Linked DNA regions of Anser cygnoides: region 2 is linked to region 1. A link is a contact called in public Hi-C data. All regions are on one chromosome and are shown on one strand. Each heading gives the region's core, a stretch centred on a gene start, on an enhancer-like site or on the middle of the called end of the contact. The rest is flanking DNA. Distances are from core to core; before and after follow the strand shown.

What was found. A called contact is a pair of places that touch in the nucleus more often than the background predicts.
Region 2: a contact with region 1 is called in a Hi-C map of fetal liver, with 1.8 times the contacts expected there. The contact joins the enhancer-like site here to the promoter of LOC106044676 in region 1. A contact is called at or near these places in 4 of 7 Hi-C or Micro-C datasets (fetal liver and liver).

Annotation. Positions count from the first base shown.
Region 1 is chr3:112,847,059-112,850,373 of Taihu_goose_T2T_genome, reverse strand. It overlaps LOC106044676 (rho-related GTP-binding protein RhoB), which reads right to left and starts at 1,846. Exons shown (of 1, transcript XM_013194846.3): 1 at 1-1,846. The coding sequence starts at 1,555. The coding sequence ends at 965.
Region 2 is chr3:112,931,882-112,935,196 of Taihu_goose_T2T_genome, reverse strand. No RefSeq gene overlaps it. Among named protein-coding and RNA genes, the nearest start is that of PUM2, 130 kb to the right of the region's middle. Within about 2 kb of position 1,761, at least 2 of the 3 cell types and tissues checked have open chromatin away from gene starts, as enhancers often do. A contact at or near this core is called in fetal liver and liver, where this site is marked.

The DNA of each region.
Region 1 (3,315 bases), core at 597-3,096:
GTAACTTCTTTTGAAAATAAACTTAAATAAATCCCAATCAACGTATCTGCAGAGGACAACATTAAATGAAGGAGCAGGCACCAAGATCATAATATGGCAATATCACCCTCTCCCCTTGCTCATCCTGCCTTGTCCATCAAGAGCAGGATGTCCAGCAAGGAGGACGGAGCAGTCCAGCTTCACTTTCCAGCCCACAGCTGGAGACAGTTGGAGGCTCGTGCCGCCAGCAGGCACCAGCTCGCCTCCGGCAAGTTCCTTTGCACAACACAAGTCCCAGCTGGGCACCCCCTCCCCACCTCACTTTAAATAAGCACCCCCTGCACTACCCCAGTTTTGCACAAGACAGGAAAAAAACGTAAGATATATACAGGCTTAGCTCGGGATGGCCCTCCCCGGTCCTCGGGGCACTAACTTCCACAGCAGGTCAGAACACCCGCCGGAGAGGCGAGGACGCCGCAGGCAGCCCGAGGGATGCAGCCCTTCCCCAGCCCGCCTCAGGGGAGGCACATGCACGCAGGAGGCACCAGTCCCTTGGAGCATCTCAGCTCCGCCGCTCTCCTCTTGCGGAACAGAGGAGGCTGTCTGGGAGCCGGGAGCAGCAGGTGGTGGGCAAAGGGGAAGAGCCAGGCGCAGTGTCTGCTCAGTCCAGTCCCAGCAGCTGTTTGTCATTGAGAGTCAGCGATTAACTCGCAGGGGCCAGCGAAGGAGAAGGCTTCTCTCCAACCGATTCCCAAGACTCTGGGCATGCAACCCCCCCCTCCCTCTGTTCCCACGGCTGAGCCAGCACAACCCTTTTTGGCCAAGGCTAAGGGAGCGTGCCCCCTCCCTTAACCCCCACCCCCGTTCATCGCCAGCCCCCAGCAGAGGGAACAGGCAGATGCTGTGTGCGTGCGTAACCCAGCTCCTCTCCACCCACCAACAGGTGACCCAGGCGCTGTGCCCAGCGCCGTGCTCCAGCCGCTCCCTATAGCACTTTGCAGCAGTTGATGCAGCCGTTCTGGGTGCCGTAGCGCTTCTGCAAGGCCGCCCGGGTGGCGGTCTCGAAGACCTCCCGGACGCCCTCCTTGGTCTTGGCCGAGCACTCCAGGTAGTCGTAGGCCTGGATGCGAATGGCCATGGCGCGGCCGTCCTCGGTGCGCACCGGCTCCTGCTTCATGCGGGCCAGCTCGTTGCGCACGTGCTCGTCGTTGCGCAGGTCTTTCTTGTTGGCCACCAGGATGATGGGGACGTTGGGGCAGAAGTGCTTGACCTCGGGCACCCACTTCTCCGGGATGTTCTCCAGCGAGTCCGGGCTGTCCACGGAGAAGCACATGAGGATCACGTCAGTGTCCGGGTAGGAGAGGGGGCGCAGGCGGTCATAGTCCTCCTGGCCGGCCGTGTCCCACAGGGCCAGCTCCACCTGCTTGCCGTCCACCTCGATGTCGGCCACGTAGTTCTCGAAGACGGTGGGCACGTAGACCTCGGGGAACTCGTCCTTGCTGAAGACGATGAGCAGGCAGGTCTTGCCGCAGGCGCCGTCCCCCACCACCACCAGCTTCTTGCGGATGGCGGCCATGGCCAAGCTCGCCAAGCTGGCCTTGCCCTGCAGCAGGACGATGGCAGCGCCCTCCTGCCCGCGGCCGCCTCCCGCTTCCTCTCGCTTCTCACAGGACACCGTGGCGAGCCGGGCCCGCGCGGGCAGGCAGGCAGGCCCTCCTCAACCCCCCGCCTCTGGGGCGCGCTCGGACACTCGGTCCCACCCGGCTGGGCTCAATTCCCGGCGGGGGAAACGCCACCGACGCCGCCTGCGTACGGCCACGGGAAGCAGCTCCGACCCGCGCCGCTGCCCGCCGCCAACTGCCGCAAGCCGCGGCCCGGCGCCGCTATTTAAAGGCGCTCGCGACTTTCTTAATATAGCCAGCCAATGGGGAGGCAGAGAGTGAGGTCATCCCCGGCGGGGAGCGACGCGATTGGTTGGGCTTCTGAGGGCGGGAGGCGGGGTTGGGAGGTGGGTGGGGGGGGAGCGGGGCTGAGGGGCTGAGGGGCGGTGGCGGGCTCGGGGCTGAGGGGACCGGGGAGGCTGTGAGGGGAGATCTGGGGACGGAGGGCATGGAGCCGGCCCGAGGGTGGTCCCCTGAGGGAAAATCCCCCGGGGGAAGCCGCCGTGCCCCCGGTACCGGCTGTAAAACCCGGGGAAAGCCGACCGGAGGCTGTTCGGGATTAAATATTTGGGGCTTGGTTGGATACCCGACCGCTTCCCGTCCTGAAAGGAAAAAGCTGGTCACGTTCGGGTCCGTCTCCTGCCTTTGGGCAAAAGGGAGCTGAGGGGTTATAAACCGGGAGAAGCAGCGGGCTTGAACCGAAATGCCCTTTTGGTCTCCGCTGAGAGATATCGGAAGTCCCAGTAATTAAAAAATGAATGTGGAAAATAAGAGTATAAATGACCGGCCTTCAGGCTGCTTGGAGGCTGGGGCTGCGTGCCTCGGCACTGACAGACGGCTCACATTAATGTAGCCCTGCATTGTAAAACCTCACTGAAATTCCTGGTACTGGCTCGCTCTGTCCCTGTTAAAGCTACCGCTGTTTGCTGGGTGCTGTCTGAAGCTCGTTTCCCTGCAAGTGTTTCCACCCAGGCGATTTTCACCCCCAGACCTGGCCTTCCCTTGTTAGCCAGTGCTGCCATTAGTGAATAGAACAAAACCCAGACAATACGATTGTTATTAGAAGTTGCATTTAAAAACACCCACTTAAAGACCAAATACACCATTGAGCATATCACATTCCTTGACAGGTGACTTCCAGTAGAGTTACAGAAGTGTGTGTTAATAGGGCATATGGTTCGCTTATGATTCACTTAATCCTAGGCATTGAAATGTAATTCATCCTCTGTGAGGTTTTTGTTTTTTTGTTTTTTGTAATTCCTATTTCTCTCTTTCAAAAGAACACGTCTGTCTGTTGGGTGATGGAGGGGTTTGTACCTTGATCTTAAGTTTGTACAGCATCTTTCACATGAAGTCAACATAAAAAATTCAAACGGACGTTTGAACAAAAACCAACCTATGAAAGTGTAGTCACGGTCATCAGTGTTCTCCAGTACCTTTGAACTTCTAACATGCTAAATTTTGGATTGCCATTGTCCCTTTACCATTATTGTCATTGCTCACAATTTTAAATTCTTCACGAACCCCAAAGAAGTCACTGATGTAGAAGTCTTCTTTCCGCGCTGTCATGTCCTTTCCGTGATGGAGCATTAGCAGCTCGTAGCTATTTTCCCTATAAATATCCCAAGCATGTAGAACCACTTTGACAGGCAAGCAGAGTCGATTTGCAGTACAA
Region 2 (3,315 bases), core at 512-3,011, 85 kb before region 1:
TTTTTTTTTTTTTTGCAGAATGGTTGCACCTTTCTGCTTTTGCTTGCACCTTTCTGCTTTTGCTTGAAAGCTCTCTGTGCTACTGTGGTATAATTGTGAAAGATAAGTAGCAGGAGAGGAAGCTACAGGCATCAGTCTGCTGACCTATGCGCACGCTGTCACCACTTCTGTGTGAATTATAATGCAAAGAACAGTGGCAAGATCACAGAGAATTTTTTAATCTCTCTGAGCAAAGCAGTGATTTCACACCAAGGCGTAGGCAAGAAATGCAGCAACAGGTAGAGCTAACACAAGGGTGTACAGCAAGAGACTGGCCTCGTGCCTCTGCTATCTACATAGCTGGCTGATCAAACGACTCCAGCAGACAAAATTTTATCTTTGTGGAAATTTCTGATGGGGGGCTTGGGAAAAAAGGCAACAAGGCTGGAAGTCGTGTCCTGTGAGGAGAGGCTGAGGACATTGGGATGTCCAGTCTGGGGAAAAGGAGGCTAAGAGGTGACATCAGTGCTCTCTGCAGCTTCCTGGGGAGGGGAAGTGGAGAGGGAGGCACTGGCCTCTGCTCCCTGGTCACCGGTGACAGGGACACATGGGAACGGCACAAAGCTGCTCCAGGTTTGCTCAGGCATTTGCTCAAGTTTGCTGGACATTAGGAAACATTTCGCTACGGTGAGGGTAGTCAAACACTGGAACAGGCTCCCTAGGGAGGTGGTTGGTGCCCCATGGCTGTCAGCGTTCAAGAGGCATTTGGATAATGCCCTCAGTAACACGCTTTAACTTTTGGTTAGCCCTGAAGTCGTTGGGCAGTTGGTGTCGACGAACTTCATAGGTCCCTTCCAACTGAACTATTCTAATGGTTTCTGTTCCCAAATTAGATTCCTATGGATTTTAACTAAAACAGTCTTACCAGCAAACCATTTTGGCATTAGAGCTATTCCAGCACTATTATTTGCCAGAAAATAAATGCTCTCCTTCGACCAGCTTTCCAGGTGGACAGTGTATGTGTCTTCAGGCTCCCCGGGAGCCCCCTCGCTCTGGTTCCTGGTAGCTGTGCTCGTCAGGGCCCAAAGCTCCTCAGCCAGCTTGAGCAGGGGGAGAAAAGTGTCTGCCTCCTGACGTGCTTTAAAATGTTTATCTGCTTCGTGCACAGCTGCTGCCGTTCTGTAATATATAAACACGCTGCTGCTAAAACTTAAACGGCTGTAATTGCTGGTCTTTGAAAATTCTAATCAGATGGATTATTAGGAAATAACTGAAGGGCTTGGATAAGATGAGGGGATAAGATGGGCTGTCAGTGACGCAACCTCTGTGCCTCCAACTCCCTGTAAATTCATCGTTTTCTGTGCTTTATGTATACGTTCCACTTCTCACCGGCCTTTTTGCATCCCGCCTTGCTGTGCCTACAGCCCCCTGTGCCCCCCCTGCACTCACATCCCTGTGCATTCCAGTATTTTCAGGTTTTTCTGCTTGTTCCTGCCTTGTTTAAGGTGGATTTTCACTTTTAAAATGTCAGATTTGTGGACCTCCCCAGTAGACCATTTACGGTTTATGGCTTTGTGTTTCTAGGTTTTAGGTGCTGTGTGTGATAACAAGACCCGGAGCTGCGGAGGAGCAGAGCTACAAATCCAGCTGGCAGCTGAAAGGTTTGTTCACTCGTATTTGCCTTAGATGGGTTCTTTCTGTTCCTGTTGGACATTAGGGGATGAAACCAGGAATAAATTAGTGAGTACTTTGAGAAACCTGCTTGCCACTTTGTAGTATTTTCTAATGACACTTGGTCTAAAACTTTAATCTGTTCCTAATCAAACTGTTGACTCTTTGTACCAGAACATACAAAGCTGTTGTTCTCAGTGTGGGGCAGAACACACCAAACTCCACATATTTTGCACCCTTTGTACACCATGAACTTGACCCGTAAATAGACACAAACCTAACACTGGGATATTTTTTTCTTTGAGAAAAGCCAAAGTGTGTTTTAAACAAAGAGGCTGTTGCTTGGAGGCATGGTTTTCTGGCTCATATTAGGAAAATGCAGGCTGCCATTTTAGCCAGATGTGACCAGCAACTATTAAACTGATCCAACGCTGTCCTGGCTGTGTCCCCTCCCAACTCCTGGTGCACCCCCAGCCTCCCTGCTGGCAGGGCAGCACGAGGAGCAAAGTCCTTGGCTCTGTGTGAGCACCTCTCTGCAACAACTAAATCAACAGTGTGTCCACTGAGCTCATTTTAGGTCACAACTTTGGGCTTTTGACCCCATCGAGGGGTCAAAATGTATTCCACCCCATCTGGAATACATTTTAGGAAAACATCCCTTGACCTTACCATGCCACCAGCGTGCCCCGAGGTTTGCCAGCTCAGACCAACCAGCCAGCACGGCCATGGCTGGTGGTGCTCCTCAAGCAGACTCAAGTTACACTAACTAGCCATGTATTATTCTGAGCACTAAAAAGGCTCTTTCTGATTATTTTGGCCAGTCCTAAATTACCCAGAAGACACGGAGAATTTCAGCCTATGTAATGTTCTCAATATAAAACAACATAAACTTGTATTGTGCATGGAAGATTACTTATGTACATATTTTTCTAAGACTTAAGCAACCTCAAGATGTGGTTCATCTGTTCAGGAAGGTCCTTGAAAGGAAACAAGGAGGGAAGCCATCAGTGAGGCTCCAGCAATTTGCCAAGCACCGCACGAGAGGTTTCAGGTGGCTGCGACACGAAGGTAGACATCCAAGTGACACCTGGCACCACCACCACCTGCACGTTCCTCGCAGATGAAGAGGCCCAGGAAAGATCACCACCACAAACAGAAGATGAACGAAACTGGGAGAAAGACATGCATAAAACACTCAGAGCGCCCTCCACGAAAACACAAGATCAATACTCTTGTCTTTTACGATATAAAATCAGACCAACCAGGCTGGCTTTCACCCCACGTGAATTGCAGTTCCTGTCATCGCAGCTCCTGCACAGCGTGCTTTTAGAGCTTTTGCGAGCAATTCAAAGATTTTCATTTTCAGAAATGTTACATAAATAATTCTGGGATTTGAAATGCTCTTTGAAACCCTAAGACCAAAAACTGAATAATCCTCCCCCTTCGAGGATTACCCATTCTTCATCCTTACACAAACATACAGAAGTGCATTAGGTAAAGAACATTTGGGATAAAGCTGGCGGTGTTAGTGAACAGTGACTAATTTTTATATAAAACTTTGTTAGGACCATCAGTGATCAAATACTTCACATTAGTATGGATAATTTAAGGCAAATGTCTAGGTTTAGCCTTCCAATATCTTGTGCATAATGTTTCCTTCTGTTC